2 separate regions of the Gossypium hirsutum genome follow, and region 1 is linked to region 2. A link is a contact called in public Hi-C data. All regions are on one chromosome and are shown on one strand. Each heading gives the region's core, a stretch centred on a gene start, on an enhancer-like site or on the middle of the called end of the contact. The rest is flanking DNA. Distances are from core to core; before and after follow the strand shown.

Evidence for each region. A called contact is a pair of places that touch in the nucleus more often than the background predicts.
Region 1: a Hi-C map of fibers shows a contact between it and region 2, with 2.4 times the contacts expected there. The contact joins two enhancer-like sites. A contact is called at or near these places in 8 of 34 Hi-C or Micro-C datasets (callus, fibers, hypocotyl and 1 more).

What each region holds. Positions count from the first base shown.
Region 1 is chrD08:57,014,681-57,018,290 of Gossypium_hirsutum_v2.1, forward strand. No RefSeq gene overlaps it. Among protein-coding and RNA genes, the nearest start is that of LOC107886396, 4.4 kb to the left of the region's middle. Within about 2 kb of position 2,306, at least 5 of the 9 cell types and tissues checked have an H3K27ac peak or open chromatin away from gene starts, as enhancers often do. A contact at or near this core is called in fibers, where this site is marked.
Region 2 is chrD08:56,959,544-56,962,963 of Gossypium_hirsutum_v2.1, forward strand. LOC107886394 (lon protease homolog 2, peroxisomal) reads right to left here. Exons shown (of 17, transcript XM_016810344.2): 16 at 3,284-3,385; 17 at 2,507-2,997. The coding sequence ends at 2,914. It also overlaps the pseudogene LOC107886395. Among protein-coding and RNA genes, the nearest start is that of LOC107886394, 8.4 kb to the right of the region's middle. Within about 2 kb of position 1,343, at least 7 of the 9 cell types and tissues checked have an H3K27ac peak or open chromatin away from gene starts, as enhancers often do. A contact at or near this core is called in fibers, where this site is marked.

The sequences.
Region 1 (3,610 bases), core at 1,056-3,555, 56 kb after region 2:
CGCAATGTCTCCATTATAGACATCAACCACCACTATAATGGGTTTTTTTTTCTTTTTAATTATTGCCTTTTGGAGGCAAATCCCCCAAAAACATGTTTCCACATATTTCAAAAGACCATATAAGCATATATGAAACACCCAATACGAAAAGTTGTTTTGGTGCTTCAAGTTGAAGCCATTGCATATGCCACTGTTGGGTTTGGTCCCATAAGTTACTACTGAAGATGCTGAGACATTGCCTTTGGTCCCATAAAGGTATTGATCATATGTATATATGATCATTGGGAAGTTTGATTGTTATACAGGAGATGTAGGGTGCAATATCTAATCCAATAATTCAACAAAAAAAGCTGAATCCCTGGTTGAATATAACAAGTTATGAGAAAATCACTTATAACAACAAAGAGATCAGAGATAGATCTAGTAGGCTACATAAATAAATATGGTAACAGCACATCATCAATATTTCCATTTCATTGGGTCAGTTTTATTTTTGCGACAAAATCCCATGGGATTGTACACATCTCTTTTCTTTGTATAACTCAATTATTCAATGTATATATACTATATACTCAATTTCTAATATGATAAATGGAGGAATTCCTCCCTTTTTTGCATTTGAAATTCTTTGTAATCTGCTCAACTTATAGTAGAAGCAAACTTTTGCATTTACGCCAAGCTGCTATACATATATATTACAATTTACAAATGGCTTACTTATATTGGGGCTGATTTTTTTTTTCAAGTTAAACTTTGAATTAGGCAATTGTTCTCACATTTGGGTTGAATTTTTTTTTTGTTCAAGTTAAGTCCTGAACTAGATAATTGTTCTTATATTGGGGCTTAAACTTTTTTTTATCCAAGTTAGGTCCTGAACTTTACAAATGTTCCCACATTAGGACTTGAACTTTTTTCATGCAAGTTAGTCTTTGAAAACCCTAGAGATCAGGCTTCGATATGAGAACAATTACCAAATTTAAGCCCCAATATAAAAATAATTGTCGAATTCAAAAACTAACTTGGAAAAAAAATATTTAAGCCCCAATGTGAGAAAATTACCTAATTCAGGATCTAATTTTAATAAAAAAATTCAAAAATAATATCAAATTCAAACCCAAAAGTGATTTAACACTTACAAATTCACGATGCAAATTGAATCTTGGAATTCAGCTAAAAAAGTTTCCTTGGGATCCAAGAGATAGATAGAGGCATTAAAATTGGCATCAAACATAGTTATGAATTCAAGCCTTTAGCTTTCAAGTTTCAATGTACATCTGTATTAAATGCAAATTCTGACACACAGAGAAGGATGAATTTATATAGGTGAAATTATGAGGGGGGTTAATTTTTATATCTAGAAGGTAAACCTAAGGTTTGAATATAATAAGGTGTATTTGATGTAAGATTGGATCAAAGGCAAGCATATAAAATTACAAGTAGAATAGTTTTTATGCAACTTTAACAGTGTTGCTAAACTTGCAGGTAAGCTAAGAATCTGATAGTGATCACATGACATGTCCATCACATTGCATTGTCCAATGCACACAGTTGGTTCATATCATAGCTCTCTCCCACATTGACAAACTCAAAATCAAAGCGACTGTAATATCATTTTTAACTGCGTTAAGTAGATAGTGACAAGGAGGTGGACAATACAGTATATAAAAGATTTCACAACAGCAGTGCCCCATGTTCTCGTGAATTGCTCTCTCCTATCCCATGCCTTGTTTGAAAAATAAATAGATGAGCCGACAGATGGTCTTATAAATGGTAATGTGAGTAAGGGTGGGTTTGGATGAGCGATTGAGTGCGGTGTGGTGCGTTTAGCTTATTTTTTGTCTCACGCTACAGTATCGCTACAGTATCTAATCTCACCGCCACCGCTGTTTTTACACTAACCGCAGGTAAACGCACCGCCCATCCAAACTCACCCTAAGTCATGGAAACACCACACCTCTGTTAAATGATAAAGATGAAAATGTTGAAGTGGAAGATAGACAATGTTGTCCTCCTCCATTGTTATTATTTCCTTATCAAAAAAGTCTGTGCATGACACCATTTGTCTGAAACTTCTTGTCATATGGCATAAACCACACTCATCTCTGTAATGGATGCCTACATCATACATAACTTCTTTTAATAACCTTGTTTTCATTGTAAATCTGCATTAAAAAAACACATGAAAAGCTTAATTAAGAACAACAATACAAGCTGTCTTTACCAAGTAGCACAAGAGATAATGGTGAGAGAAAAAAGCATTGTAAAGGGGGGCCCTTGATATGATGCAGGAATATGACGTATGGGGGGGGGGAGGGTTGACAAAACAAAGACATGAAAGGTCGAAGCTGGTGCATATATTTAGGTACTCTGTATTGCTAACATGCATGCCATTCAGTACAGATTTTGGACTTTCTCTTCAATTTTGTTAGGTGTGGGAAACCAAAACCCACCATTTCATTTTCCCCTGCCATCACACTTGTCAATCCATAATAATAATAACACCAACCATAGTGTGGTGGCAATTGACAGGTTTCTTTTTCTTCTTCAAACAATATTAGCTAAAGTGATAAAAACATAACAGTATTTGTAATTTTGTGTTTTCTTTTCTGTTTCATTTTCTGGTTATGAAGAAGAAGACCTTTGAGGTTTGAGCCTGACATCATCAGTGGCTAAGTTACAAAAGGAACTGTAAAGGCTATAAAGGCCCTGATAATCTCATAGGTTCATAGGCATAGCTAAACCCCAAGTTAGAAAAGCTGGGTTTTTTTTTTTTTTTTGCGAGGGACTAGGATGAGATTAAAAACATTATCTGACATGTTAGTTAAAGTGGTCAGTTTTTGCATCTGACAAATTAATAAAGGATCAATTTGCAAAAAAAGGAAAAAATTTGTTTAAAAAGGTTTTGATTAAATGATCAAATGTGTTATCCGTGAAGAAAGCATGAATTGTATATTATAAGATTGTTGATATCATTAATTCCATGTCCAACGTTTGAGTTTCAGTGGGTCATACATGTCAAATGAATGAGTTGGAAGAACCCAACGAAAATGGCCAAGTTCATTAAGGTTCTTCATGGACCATTGGCCATAAGGAATCAATATCTTCTTTATTGTGGGTTCAAGGCATGAATATATATATGATCATAGCTTTGGTACAAGATCAATGTTTTAAGGAATTTTCATCTTCCTTTTTTTCCCTGCTTTTTTGTCAAGATTGAAATGGAATAAATGCATATATTAAAAGAAGCAAAAGCCAAAAAAAAAAAAAAGTAAGACGTGGTGAAGCTGCTGTTATCCTTTTTTTTTTTACCCACAGAAAAAGCATTATGAAATGAAATTTGGACAAGAAAAAAGAAGGAAGCAATTATTAAAATGGCTTTTCTACATATTCAGAACTTGTTCTTCAAGCTTGTTCTACCTAGAGAGAATATGAAAATGATGCAAAAAGAAACCATTTATGCTTTTGATTTATTCCAATTAAGCCTTGCAGTGAAAGATATAAAATCATTAAAACTTGAGGGCTAGTTTGACATAAGAAACTACTAATTGAGAGTGTTTTAAGTAAATTTGTGAATACCAGAAATGTTGAGTGATAGTTTGGCTTGGATTAC
Region 2 (3,420 bases), core at 93-2,592:
AAATCCGATAAAATTAAGAATATATGCTAATTTCATGAAAAAAAGTTAAAAACATAGGCCCAAATTTTAATTCTTTAGGGAAATAGGTTGTGGATGTGATAAAAATGCGCGTTTTTAAAAAAAATACTTTCTACAAAAAGTGCTGACATCCTTTAATTAGATAGTCAAGCATTACTATTTTCATCCTTAAATCTCAAGTTTGACTCTTATCTCAAACACAGTTTTTTTTTTCATGTGTTCCAAGTGTTTCTTTTTTTTTTGTTAACTTTTAATATTTAGTTATTGTTTTGTAATTAATAAATATGTTAGCTTTCAAATTTTCTTATTTTATTTTTAATTTATTTTTTAATTAATGGGCCCGCACGGTGTGAAAGATTAGTTTTTAGACTCGCTACGATAAATACCTTGAATTTTTTTATTTATATAAAAATAATAAATACATAATTATATAATAAAAATATATTTGATATATTTTATTATGTCAAAGATATTTTTAATTAATAACTCTTTTATTTATAGAAACGAAATAATAAATATGTAATTATATAGTGAAAATATATTATATATGTTAAAAATATTTTAATTTTTTAAGAGAATCAACTAATTTTATTTATTTATTTTTTCTTTTATATAATTTTTATATGTCAATATTTATTTTTTCACTGAGTATAATAAATTTTAATATTATAAAATTAAATAATTATTGTAAATATTAGTATTATTTTTACATGTAAAATATTTTAACATAATAAAATATATCAAATATATAATTAAATATTTATTAATTTATTTATATAAATAAAAAATTATTAATTAAATAGATGAATTAAGAGTAAAAATTTAAAAATACTATTTTTATTAATTAAAAATATAAAAAAGCTTAAAATAATTTGAAATAAAAAATAAAAAATTGCTTAGGAGAAGAATTAAACTTTAAGAGTCAAAGATGAAACCACTACTATTTAATCATCCATAAAAAAATAAATTTTGTAAAAAGTATTTTTCAGAAAATCTATTTCCCTAATTTTTATCTTGAGATATTCCTAAATTTGTCGTTCAAAATTCAAATCAGCATATTCTTTTTATTGAATTTTTATTGAACACATGGATTGTCTGTCAAATTGTAAAAACAATCTACTGTAATTGGAAAATAAAATATGTATATATAAGTGAAGGCGGAGAACAGAAGGGTAAAATAGAAAACAAAGAAGTGAACAGAACACCAGTGAAAACCTAGTAGGATCCACCGCCACCAAAAGAAAGCGTCTGACCACGTTCCCGCAAGCGTCGAGGTTTCTCCGCACACGTACCTGCAAGATTCCAACTTCATCGAATCATGGAGCAAAGTTATACCCAATTTGGACCCTCCCAAGACTTCATCTGCTTTCTTCACCCCTTGCCCCGCAAAAGAGGTTTGCTTTTTTTCTTTTTGTAAAAAAATGGGGTTCGCTTGGGTCTTCGTAGTGCGATTAATGGCTATGTATTTGGCGTCTGGGTTTTGGTTGAATTTAGTTTTGATTGATTTATGTATTTTAATTATATTGATCAATTACTTGAGTTATAGCTTAAACTAATAATGGTCATTTACTCCCTATATTAGCAATCTTATAAGTATTTACCAATTATGCAATTTTTTTCAAACATTAGTTCATTATCAATTTAAGTTCATTTCCGCTTTTAACGTATACCATTTTCTTTCATATCGGACCAATATCCATGCTTTAGCAAAGTTATTATACTAATTCATAAGAAGTGAATCATGGTCTATCCTATCATATTAGTTGTTTGTTGCAATGGCTATGGCTTATGGATTGGGAATGTCTATCTCTTCTTTGTTCTACCATATATCATTACAGTTCCTGCCAATTTACGAGCAACTTTTGTATGTAATATATATACAATAAGTATTTGGGGTGTTTGAATAAAATTTCAATGTGGGAGACATCATATTAATGAATTTCTGACTTACGGTGCATCTATTTTATCAGGTCGACATGGTAATAGTTCCTGCAACAACTGGGCATATGGCTGTTTTGCCTAGGCATGTACCTACAATTGCTGAACTCAAACCTGATGTGTTGTCGGTGCATGAAGTGAAGGATGTAACAAAATATTTGCTCTGCAGTGCCACCAACTTTGTTGCTGATATTATTACCGTGGAAGCAGTGCCACTCAGACCGCATCGAGTCTGGTTGAGTTCACCCAAAAGCTTGGCTCAGCCACTACTGATTTGGAGAAAGCTGAAGCCCAAATAGGCGTTGACGTTCACAGTGCACTCAACTCTGGTATTACAGGCTAATACTTCTGTACATAAATCAACGCAGCTCACTCCCCGTATTGCTTTCCGATTTGTGCATCAACTTTTTTATATGCCGACTTCATCAAAATTGATTAAAAAAAATGATCCTATCCTTGTTTTATGCTTTCATACAATAGAAGAGGCTGGTCTGTTGATCCCAAATAACAGGAACCAATCAGTTTATGAGGTTTTGTTTTGGGAAATAAGTAATGAAATGTTAGGTTGCCTTGCGTGCTTTCATTATAATAATCACATCTCATCCTTGGTTTATAAATAGTATATGTAATCTTATTTACACATAAATCTTAAACACGTAAGACTATAATGTTATTAAATTATACAGGAAGAAAAATGAAGGAAAACGAGAACATATTACAAGGGGAGCTGTATGCTAGCCTCCGAAATTCAGTGTGTTAAAAGAAAAGGAAAAGGGAAACGCATACCAGCAATTTCCACCCGAAGCTTCCCAACAGAGGTATATAAGCCTTATTTGCAAAAGGTCCATGACAGCTGAGCTTTATTTCCAAACAAGACTATAAATAATTGGAATCTGTGAACAGACAAAGCCCCGAACAAACAATTTGGTCACCAGAGACATGCTTGAAGCAGCTTTGTCATAATTTTGAGTGTTGTCTCCATGGGGATCCCCCATCAAACGCCTGCTCCAACACATCTTCCATTCGCTTGGCCAGCAGAATCTGGTGAGGGAAGATGGTCAATTGTTTTCTCAGTTGCCTTATTTATATGTTTGAGACAAAAAATCCGATCAATGGGAAAAATGTTATCACTAATGCAAGCACTCAAATCATTCTTAGGTGTCATCCAGATTCTAGTTCGAAAAAGAATGCCTGAATCCCCCAGTAATTGCCAAAACTTATGGGCAAACAGAACCAAATTCAAACTACATGTTAAGATGCTGACTGAAAATATAGAAGTGCAGAGATATTAGAGTAATGTTTGCTTCAAATACGTGGGAAAAAATACCTCTAGGTTGGAAAGCACAGACGCAGGTACTTCAACTAAGTCCTTTAGATTTCTCTCTGGTAGAATAACTCTCTTGATACCATGACGGTGTGCTGCTAGTATCTGCACAATTGATATTCGGGGAAAAAATGTTGAAA